Regions from separate parts of the Sus scrofa genome. Here region 2 is linked to region 1. The links are chromatin contacts, called in public HiChIP or PLAC-seq maps. All regions are on one chromosome and are shown on one strand. Each heading gives the region's core, a stretch centred on a gene start, on an enhancer-like site or on the middle of the called end of the contact. The rest is flanking DNA. Distances are from core to core; before and after follow the strand shown.

What was found. HiChIP or PLAC-seq counts read pairs in DNA pulled down with a chosen protein or histone mark.
Region 2: an H3K27ac HiChIP or PLAC-seq map of alveolar macrophages shows a contact between it and region 1. The contact joins two enhancer-like sites. A contact is called at or near these places in 1 of 47 Hi-C or Micro-C datasets (brain) and 2 of 2 datasets of contacts at active chromatin or transcription factors (alveolar macrophages and skeletal muscle).

The regions. Positions count from the first base shown.
Region 1 is chr5:93,252,689-93,257,385 of Sscrofa11.1, reverse strand. LOC110260801 (a long non-coding RNA gene) reads left to right here. Exons shown (of 2, transcript XR_002344271.1): 2 at 2,079-4,697. Among named protein-coding and RNA genes, the nearest start is that of DUSP6, 48 kb to the left of the region's middle. Within about 2 kb of position 2,600, at least 38 of the 83 cell types and tissues checked have an H3K27ac peak or open chromatin away from gene starts, as enhancers often do. A contact at or near this core is called in alveolar macrophages, where this site is marked.
Region 2 is chr5:93,579,039-93,583,735 of Sscrofa11.1, reverse strand. No RefSeq gene overlaps it. Among named protein-coding and RNA genes, the nearest start is that of DUSP6, 280 kb to the right of the region's middle. Within about 2 kb of position 1,950, at least 4 of the 83 cell types and tissues checked have an H3K27ac peak or open chromatin away from gene starts, as enhancers often do. A contact at or near this core is called in alveolar macrophages, where this site is marked.

The sequences.
Region 1 (4,697 bases), core at 1,351-3,850:
TGAGGTGCATTATCATACACAGAGACGCTTTAGTTAATTTATGTATTTATTTGTTTTTTAGGGCTGTGGCCATGGCATATGGATTCCTAGGCTGCGGGTCAAATCAGAACTACAGCTGCTGGCCTACACCGCAGCCACAGCCACACAGATCCGAGCTGCGTCTGCAACCTACACTACAGCTCACGGCAATGCCAGCTCTTTAACCCACTGAGTGAGGCCAGAGATTGAACCCCTAGGCAAGTTTGTTACTGCCCAGCCACAGCGGGAACTCCCAGAGGCACATTATTTTAATTGAAGTTTAGCTGATTTACAGTGTCGTATTAGTTTCCAGCATACAGCACAGCGAATCAGTTATAAATGTAGATACATATAGGCTTTATCCTATTCTTTTCCACTGTGGTTTATTGTAAGGTACAGAATAGAGTTCTCCGTGCTATACAATAGGACCTTACTGTTGACCTATCTTATGTGTAGTGGTTTGTACCTGCTCATCCCAAATTCCTAATTTATCCCTACCTTCCCCCTTCAGTAACCATAAGTTCGTTCTCTATGTCTGTGCGTCTGTTTCTGACTTGTAAATAAGTTCATTTGTATCCTTTTTTTAGATTCTACACATAAGTGATATGTATTTGTCTTTGTCTGACTGATGTCACTTAATATGATGATCTCTAGGTCCATCCATGTCACTACGAATGGCATTAGTTCATTCTTTTTTATGACTGAATACTATTCCATTCACACACACACCCTTTTTTTTTTTTTTTTTTTTTTTTTGGCCAAAACTGTGGCATGCCAAAGTTCCCCAGCCAGGGATTGTACCTGGGCCACAGCAGTGACCCAAGCCATAGCAGTGACAGTGCCAGATCCTTAACCCACCACACCACCAGAGAACCCCGACACACACACATCTTTAATACAAGGGCTTCAATGCCTCGATTCAAAATAGTGACCAGAGGTGAGAAACAGGCCTTCTGCTCACCATCAAGTACGTGGTATCTTTTCAGTCAACCCAAGGGATGAATTGCGTTTAAATTGCATCCCTGTGGGACACAGGTGAGCTCTTAAAGCCCACTGCTTGTCAAATATCTGCCTCGGAGAAAGTTTCTTAAGGTTCGAAACTCATCAAGGCTGTCTTAGATGGGAGTCTCCTCTGTTCCCTGAACTTCTGCCTGGAACAGCTCAGCAGGTAGAGGCCGTGGGATCTCAGAGCCTTAGCGTAGGAGAGGGTCCTGAACCTCCCCTCCTCTCTTCCAAACTACAGCGTCCTCGCCAAGTGATGAGTAACCTCTTCTAAGCTAACCTCCACCTGGAATCGTCATTGAGCTGCTCACTTCCTTTATTTTCACATACGCCCTGCATTACCTGAAACAAATACATCTCTCATCCTTGAGCCCACAAGAATCTAAGAGCTCTCAGGTTTTACAAGGCTTCTTCAGGCTAACCTTCTGCCAACACTTAAATTCCCTTTCTGAAAGGGCCCCCAGTTGCTGCAGTGTCTCTGCCTTGCTCCCCCTGGCTCCCCCCCCCATCGTCTTTCTAAAGTTCATAGTCGTACCTCCTCGCCCCTAACAGCCAGCTTCACAAATACAGTGCATCCTGAGTGTGTATTCCGCATCTTCAGCATAAGTAGAATGTTTTTAGGAAATCAAACACGTAGCTTGTTTCCTTTGTAAAAATGACCAGAATAAAGAGCTCTCTACCTAATCAGTCCCCTGGCTCCCAAGGAATGTTAGAACCAAACTTGTGAAAAATGAACTAAAATGAGGGACCATCTGTAGGCTTTTGTGTTGAGGTCTTCTGTTGGCCGCCTGACCGCTCCACTCCATCGGGTGAGATAATCAAACGTATTGGCTCTTATTTCAATTTCCTTAGCTAGTATTTGGAAAATAAGCAGCTGAAGGAAAATGTAAATATCCTTATGTGTACTGCTCTTTTGGCTGCAAGTAATAGAAAACCTACCAGTTGCATAAACCCTAGGGTAGTGTTGGCTGCAGTTATCTAAAGCTGCATAAAAGATGTATGCTTTTGTTTTTGTTTTTTTCCACTCAAGGTTAGCATCTGTAATTCTTCCTCCACAGTTCTGCTTGGCATTTTCACATAACTGTTGAAGACTGAAAGTTCTGAAAACGTGGAGCCACCAGCCGACTTCCCTTTCCGTCTCATTAGTCGGGGTGGAGGCACAAGGCCAGCTGAGCTACGAGGGAAACAAGGAAGTGAGTTTCTGGCAACGGGAGGTGGGACGGTCGTGACCAGGCAAAGCGGCTGCTTCAGTGTCCCCGGAACGTTGAAAAATAAGAGTTTTATTTCCTTGTAAAAGTTAATAGATAATCATGAAGAAAGTTTGGAAAGAGGAAAAAAAAAAAAATTCCCCCAATGCGGCTGCTCAGCACCCTTTTAACACTTATAATCATATTGTACTGTGGGACTTTTTTTGACTTAACATGATTAGTTTAAAGCTCTATGGTTTTTGAAATCTATTATTTCGAAATAAAACATAAACCAAGGAGGTAGCATGGAGCAGCAGGAAGGGGGCTGGCTTTGGTGTAAAGAGACGGTGCTTGGAGCCCGGGTCCTGGCACGAATCCATCACTGTATTTCTGCTTCCTCAAAATCGAGAAATGTGTTTCCTGAGTTCCACCACTTCCAAGGCTTCGTGATCACAAGAGCCGTGTCTTTGAGACACGCAAGCCATGCTGTTCAGATACTGACTCAACACAGTGGGTCTAGACCGCAAAGACAAGCAGAAGAGTGAACTGGAAGTTACCACCGTGTGAAACTGGGTGCCTGATATGCAATAATGTAAGATACAACACAGAATGTGTACCCGTGCTTCGTTTTTCAACGGCAGCCAGAAATCTGGATTTTCATGTGAAATTATTAGCTTTTAAAACAGGGACACCTAATTTGAAAAGCAAAATACTCTAGAGGCCAGACAAAACACATCTGCTCAATGTCAGTCTGCAGCTCTGGCTAAACCAGCAGCCAGCTTGAGCAACACTGGAAAAGGGATGTATGGGGTGAGACGGGAGGTGGGAGTAGGAAAAGCTGCTTATAGGACCTTTTGGTCATGCAGCAGCTGGAATAGTACAAGCCGTCTAAAACATCAAATACTTATATTAATGGTGAATACATACAATCTAGGCTTTTTAGCATCTCTAGTTTTTTACACCGAGGCCATCATTACTTCCCCCTGCGGATTCTGAAACACCCTCGGGTGTGACCTGAGCTTTGACCTGCGCTCCTGAGTTAAGCACGTGCTCTATGGGAAACAACTGAATCGGATCCTGTGAGGTCCCGAAGTGTCTCATCGGAATGTGAAACATGCCAATTTTTTTCTCTTTCATGTGTGTTTCCCCCGATCGCTGATCGTTACGGTTCGAAATCAAGTCCTGTGTCTTTTGCCTCCATCGTTCAGTTTAAGGACAAAACGAAAATGAAAATCACGAGCGTCTTCGACGGGTGTTCCCTTGCGCTCGAATTGCCACCTCCAGCCGTTTGTTCTCTTCTCAGCCTAAATGTTGCCCCTTTCATGTCTCCCCTTCAGAGAGAGAACGACCCACGACACCAGGCGCTGCAGGTCTTCGCACTCTCAGCAGTTCTGACTCTCGCTGCCTGAAACCGGTACAGAAAGAGGATGTAACAACGTTGAACTTTTTATGTGATTTTTTTTTGCCTTTGACACAGTTATTAGAGGTTTTTTTTTTTTTTTTTTTAAAGCAACAGCGCCCTACGAGGACACCAGGTTTCTAAATGATTCATCTTCTCACAGACCTTGATATTCAATCCAGGTGTAGGAATAACAGGATAGCCCTTGGGTTCTATCCTCAGGGCTTGGAAAGGCTTCAGTGAAATTCTATAGCAAAAGGCCCCTGTGCTTACCCTGACTTTCTCTTTGTTCTACTCACTTTTTATCTCTGAAAAGCAAAGGGATTTCCTTGGGGGATTAAGCAGAGGAAACAGCCAAAGGTAGCTATCGTGTTTCATTTGAATTAGGAGATGCCAAAGAATCCTGAAGTCAACTCAACGGGAAGCCCTTTGCCCCAGTCTTGGAAGGGTCCCCGGGTCTCACCAGCACGAGCGTCACAAGTCCTCATCCCACCCAGACGTATCATCCTCTCTTCTCCCTCACCCGACCCCCACTCCGGGAATATCTTGGACAAACAGTAGTGGTTTCTCGAGCAAGGCAGAGAAATGTCTCATCGGAATGTGATACATGCCAATTTTTGTCTCTTTTCAAAAGTTTTTCCATGTAATATCTTGCTAACACAAAATCATTTTGCAATTACATATTTTTAAATGGATGGGTGCTGTTCTCACCCTGCGAGATTCTGGTTTTGAGTCACTGAAATGAACAGAGGTAGAAGAACAGACAGATGACTAGTTTTCTTAGTGATAGATCTTAGAAGCTGCTGTTCAAAGAATGAGATGAAAGGGAAGCATTTCCCATACCTCCAGCCGGACTTATCTATCTCCTGTCAACACAAAGCTACATAAAAAATACATATTGAGCTGCTATTCAAGAGTCGCTACAAAATCTTGAAATAAACAATAACATAAGTCACATTTCTATTAGACTTCTCAAATTTTTACATCCTGATTTCTGGTTGACATCTACTTTAAAAATATCCAATGATAACCTGAATGGCCAATTTCTAAGTTAGCCATATTTTTTACTAATTCCTTTTGAAGTAAAGTAA
Region 2 (4,697 bases), core at 701-3,200, 330 kb before region 1:
TACTGATACAGAAAACCATGGTGCATCTTTTGTCTAATGGCACTTAAATTCAATTAACTAGGATATTACCACATCTTTTCTGCAGATAAGAACTCAGAAGATCAGATAAGTTAAATGACTTGCCCCAAAGCCCACAAGGAGTGAGTTCTTAAAGACTTCCTTTAAAAATGAGGTCAGTCTGATTCCGGAACTTGTAGTCTTAACCATTATGATAAATTACTTCCCAAATCAGAGAAAGAAAATGGACATAGTTTTTTGAAAAATTAGCCAGATCATGGCACTTCTCAATAAATACTTATCTCAGTAAAGAGTGAAAGTGGAGCAGTCCTTTTCCTGGGGCCTCAGGCGATCTTTGGTCCTCCCTTCCCTCCCACCATTCCCCTCTGTCTCATCTCTTACCCTCCTCCTCACTCACTCTGCTCCCACTCCACGGGCGTCTTGCTTTTCCCTTACCATGCTTGCAAGCTGCTCCCACTTCAAATCTTCTTCTACCTCAGGGCCTTTGCATTTGCTGTTCTCACTACTAGGAATACTTACTTCCCCACTACTTTGTACAAAATAGAAGCACTCTACCCTATCTATGGGATAGAGAGGGCTAATTTATTTTATTTTCTCCATAGCATGTTACTAAATGAAAGATTAGACATGTCTTTGCTCATTTGCTTTTGGCTCACAGCAATCTAAGTAAGCTTCAGAGGGTGGGGCTTTATTTTATTCATTTTTATATCTGTATGGAGAGTGGGTACTTGATAAATGAGTGGAAAAAAACAAGCCTTCACAATGTCAGAATACTCTCTGGTCCTTCTGTTTTGTTGATTCAGAAAATTATCATAAACTGGCAATTGTGGATTATTATTATTTGTAAATCAATAATTCTGTTTTTTACTCACTTAGGAGCTTATTAGAAGCTATACTCTTGTAGTAGAATCTTTTCAAATGCAAAGCCCAGAGCCAATCTAGAGTTTAACGTTGACTCTACTACTTACCTACGTGATGCCATGAAATTTACTCAACTCTCCTTATCTGTAAAATGGACAATAATAGGACTGACCCCTGAGGATTCTAATAAAGATTAAATTAAATAATACAGGCATTCTCGTCGTGGTGCAGCGGAAACGAATCAGACTAGGAACCATGAGGTTGCAAGTTTGATCCCTGGCCTTGCTCAGCGGGTTAAGGATCCAGCATTGCCGTGAGCTGTGGTGTAGGTCGTAGATGCGGCTCAGATCTGGTGTTGCTCTGGCTCTGATGTAGGCCAGTAGCTACAGCTCTTATTGGACCCCTAGCCTGGGAACTTCCCCATGCCACCAGTGCAGTCCTAAAAGGACAAAAGACAAAAAAAAAAAAAAAAAAAATTAAATAATACAGGTACATGGCTTGACTCATGCTAAATGTTCACTGACCTATTCGTTTCGATTGGCAGACTCTTTCTGCCTTACCTAACAGAAATCGTTAAGATGATTCTCGGTTGGGAATTTTCCCCCAAGGGACATTTGGCAACGTTGGAGGTGATTCTGGTTATTACAGCTGAGGATGCTCCTAGTATCTAGTAAGTAAGAAGCAGGGATGCTACTAAACATCTTACAGTGCAGAGGGGGTGCCCCTGCAACAAAGCATTATAGATCCCAAAACATCAAGAATGTCACTGAGGAGAAACCTTCATAGATAGAAAACATTTGTTTAATATACGACAAACTCCAACATTTCGAAAAAAGTAAGACATTTAAAGGAGGAATTTTTTTAAAATCTACCACCATTCCTTCTTTCATGCCTGTAAAATAAGCTTAGCGATGAAAATTCACATTCACATTGGCCAATTCTAGAAGCCTGGCCTGAAATCTCTTCTTATCTTTGCCTTTTATAATTCAAGGCCAAGCAGGTGCTGCCACCCACACCCCAGAATTCCCAGGCTATTTTTCTCTTGGTTATTTCAGTTCTGCATCAGACCACTAGAGGGTACAGAAACACCATCAATCATGCAGCATTTAGGTGTCAGACTCAGTTTTCAGTAATGTAAATCTTAATAGAATGCTAAATTATTTCTGGCCCCTAAAATAAAATACCTCTACAGATTTGCAGTTTAAAAGGCTGGATTGAAGCATGTCACCATAATTGTCATCACCCCCAAACCGTAAATGATGGTAGTAATTTAATTCAACGTCATATGTCAAATGGAAATCTAATAAATAATCACTGATGATATTATGAAAAGTATCAGACTATTATGATATTATTATGATAATATTTTATGACTATATTGGTAAAACTCTCTTTGGTGAAGGTTTGGTTATGCTTTAAGTTAAATCATATCAAATAGATATGTATGATTGTTCCTACCAAGAAGTAGGCAAAAATTAAGCAGAAATTGGAACCTAAATACAGACTTCAAGTTGGACTAAATAGCATTATTGTGCTGAAGCCCCAAATCGTTTTGATCATTGTCCCAACAATATTCCATTAGGACAAACTTGAATGACTGAAAAAATAGTATGACACCACTAAATATTTAGATGTATTTCAAGCTCACACACTCAGGTTTAGCATTGAGGCACTGGGGAAAAGATATAGAAAACTTTGGAAGGAAAAGATTAAAGAATTATTTTATTTTATTTATTTTTTATTGTTTTACTTTTTAGGGCCACACCCACAGCCTATGGAGGTTCCCAGGCTAGGTGTCCAATCAGAGCTGCTGGCCTTCACTGCAGCCACAGCAACATCAAATCTAGATCCAAGCTGTGTCTGTGACCTACACCACAGCTCACGGAAATGCCGGATCCTTAACCCGCTGAGCGAGGCCAGGGATCGAACCCTCAACATCACGGTTCCTAGCCAGATTTGTTTCCGCTGCCCCACAATGGGAACTCCTAGATTAAAGCATTATTTTAAAGGGCAGAGTATCCAGCAGTTTCTCCTTTCAAGTTAATATTAACAGAAATGTGGATACAAATATTGCACAGGTGATTCCTAAACATATTCTTATGACACTGAATGTTGTTCACAACTTTCTCTAAAGAGATTACAAAATTCTGTTTGAAAATAATTTTAATTTTCTTTAACTTACATACACATGCACACATACACACAGAGACATAAATAAAACTGCTGTGTAGTTTGACACAGAATTAAGAGCTAAAAGATGCTGTCATATCCAATAAATGAACATAGATGTAAATGATTCAGAAATGTTTAAGTATCAGGCCTTAGGAGACTGCACAGAATAGTGGTTAACTACATAGGTCTGATATCAGACTATCTGGGTTTGAAAGCTATCTCTACCAGTTAACAGTTGTTTTTTTAAATTGAGATATAGTTGGTGTACAATATTACATAAATTTCACATTTACAGCATTCACAATTTTAAAGGTTATATTCCATTTATAATGGTAAAGTATTGGCTATATTCTCTGTGCTGTAATATGTTCTTATTGTTTATTTATTTTATGCATAGCAGTTTGTGCCTCTCCATCCCTTACCCCCATCTTGCCCCTCCCCACTCCCTTCTTCCCACTCCCAGGTAATAGTTTTGAAGCTCTGGGAAAATTATTTTGCATCTCTGTACTTCAGCTGTACAATAACTATAAACATCATGGTATAGTTTACCTTGTAGGGTTGATGTGGGGACATAGGAGTGAATCCAGGCAGAGCACTTAGGACAGTGCCTGGCGCACGTGAACTCTGCGTAACTCTTTTCCGTTATAATTATCACTTCCATTAATAACTAGATCAACCCCAAAGAGAAATTTGTGCCTCTTCCCTTTTTAATTAGCCATTCCCTTTCTTTCTAAAGTATCGCTCAATCTTTTTTTTTTTTTTTTTCCAAGAAAAGCCACAAACAACATATGGACTTCACGGACCTTGAGAAATATGAAAAAGTTGGTTGAGTTTCTGAGCGGTCCGATGACAATCAAGCCAGCCTTTCATTTTTTCCTTTTTTTTTCCCTTTCCACTCCCCCATCAAATGCCCACCCCACCTTTTTTTTTAAAATCAGCAGACCTAAGTCAAAGGAGCAAATAGGGAAAGAAGACGTTATCATTTATTTTTAGTTTTTCATTGAACCACCAGCCTTAAGCCAGGCACAAGGATAAGCATAATCACCAACAGAAAAAGCCTCTTAAAAGTTTTGTGAGGCACCCTTTGAAAAGGTCAAATGAATTCATGAAAACATACTGCTTTTCCCCTTGTATCAGGACTCTAGAGGGGTTTACTAGCTGCTGAATGTTTTCCCCCCCTGCTGTAGCAAGTGGTTATGATTAACTTGTGAGAAGTCCGGATCCAAGAGGGAATATGTCCAGGAAGTGGGAAGTCCAAAGAAAGGAAGGATGTAGGCCAAACCCAGAACCATGCCAGGCTTGAAAGAGTTAATACTCTGCCCTGTTGCCATGGAAACAAGACCCACAGCCAGAGTGAAGTGGACTCCAGGACACAAAGCACCTCCCCAGCACTCCATGCAACTCAGTACTTTTCATTTCATTCAGACAATTTCTCGTTTTGGGAGGTCATTCCCAAATCCTTCAAAGGCCAAAATGCCAGACACTCAGTAGATGAAGGTGTAATTCCCTTAGTGAAAACTCACTAACTCATGTCACAACCAGCCTTATATGGCATCAACGTATTATGCATTCCGTCATAGCAGGATCAAGTTGCCCAGAAATGAAAAATTATAATATGCGTGAAACTAAATTTAAGTACCGCGATC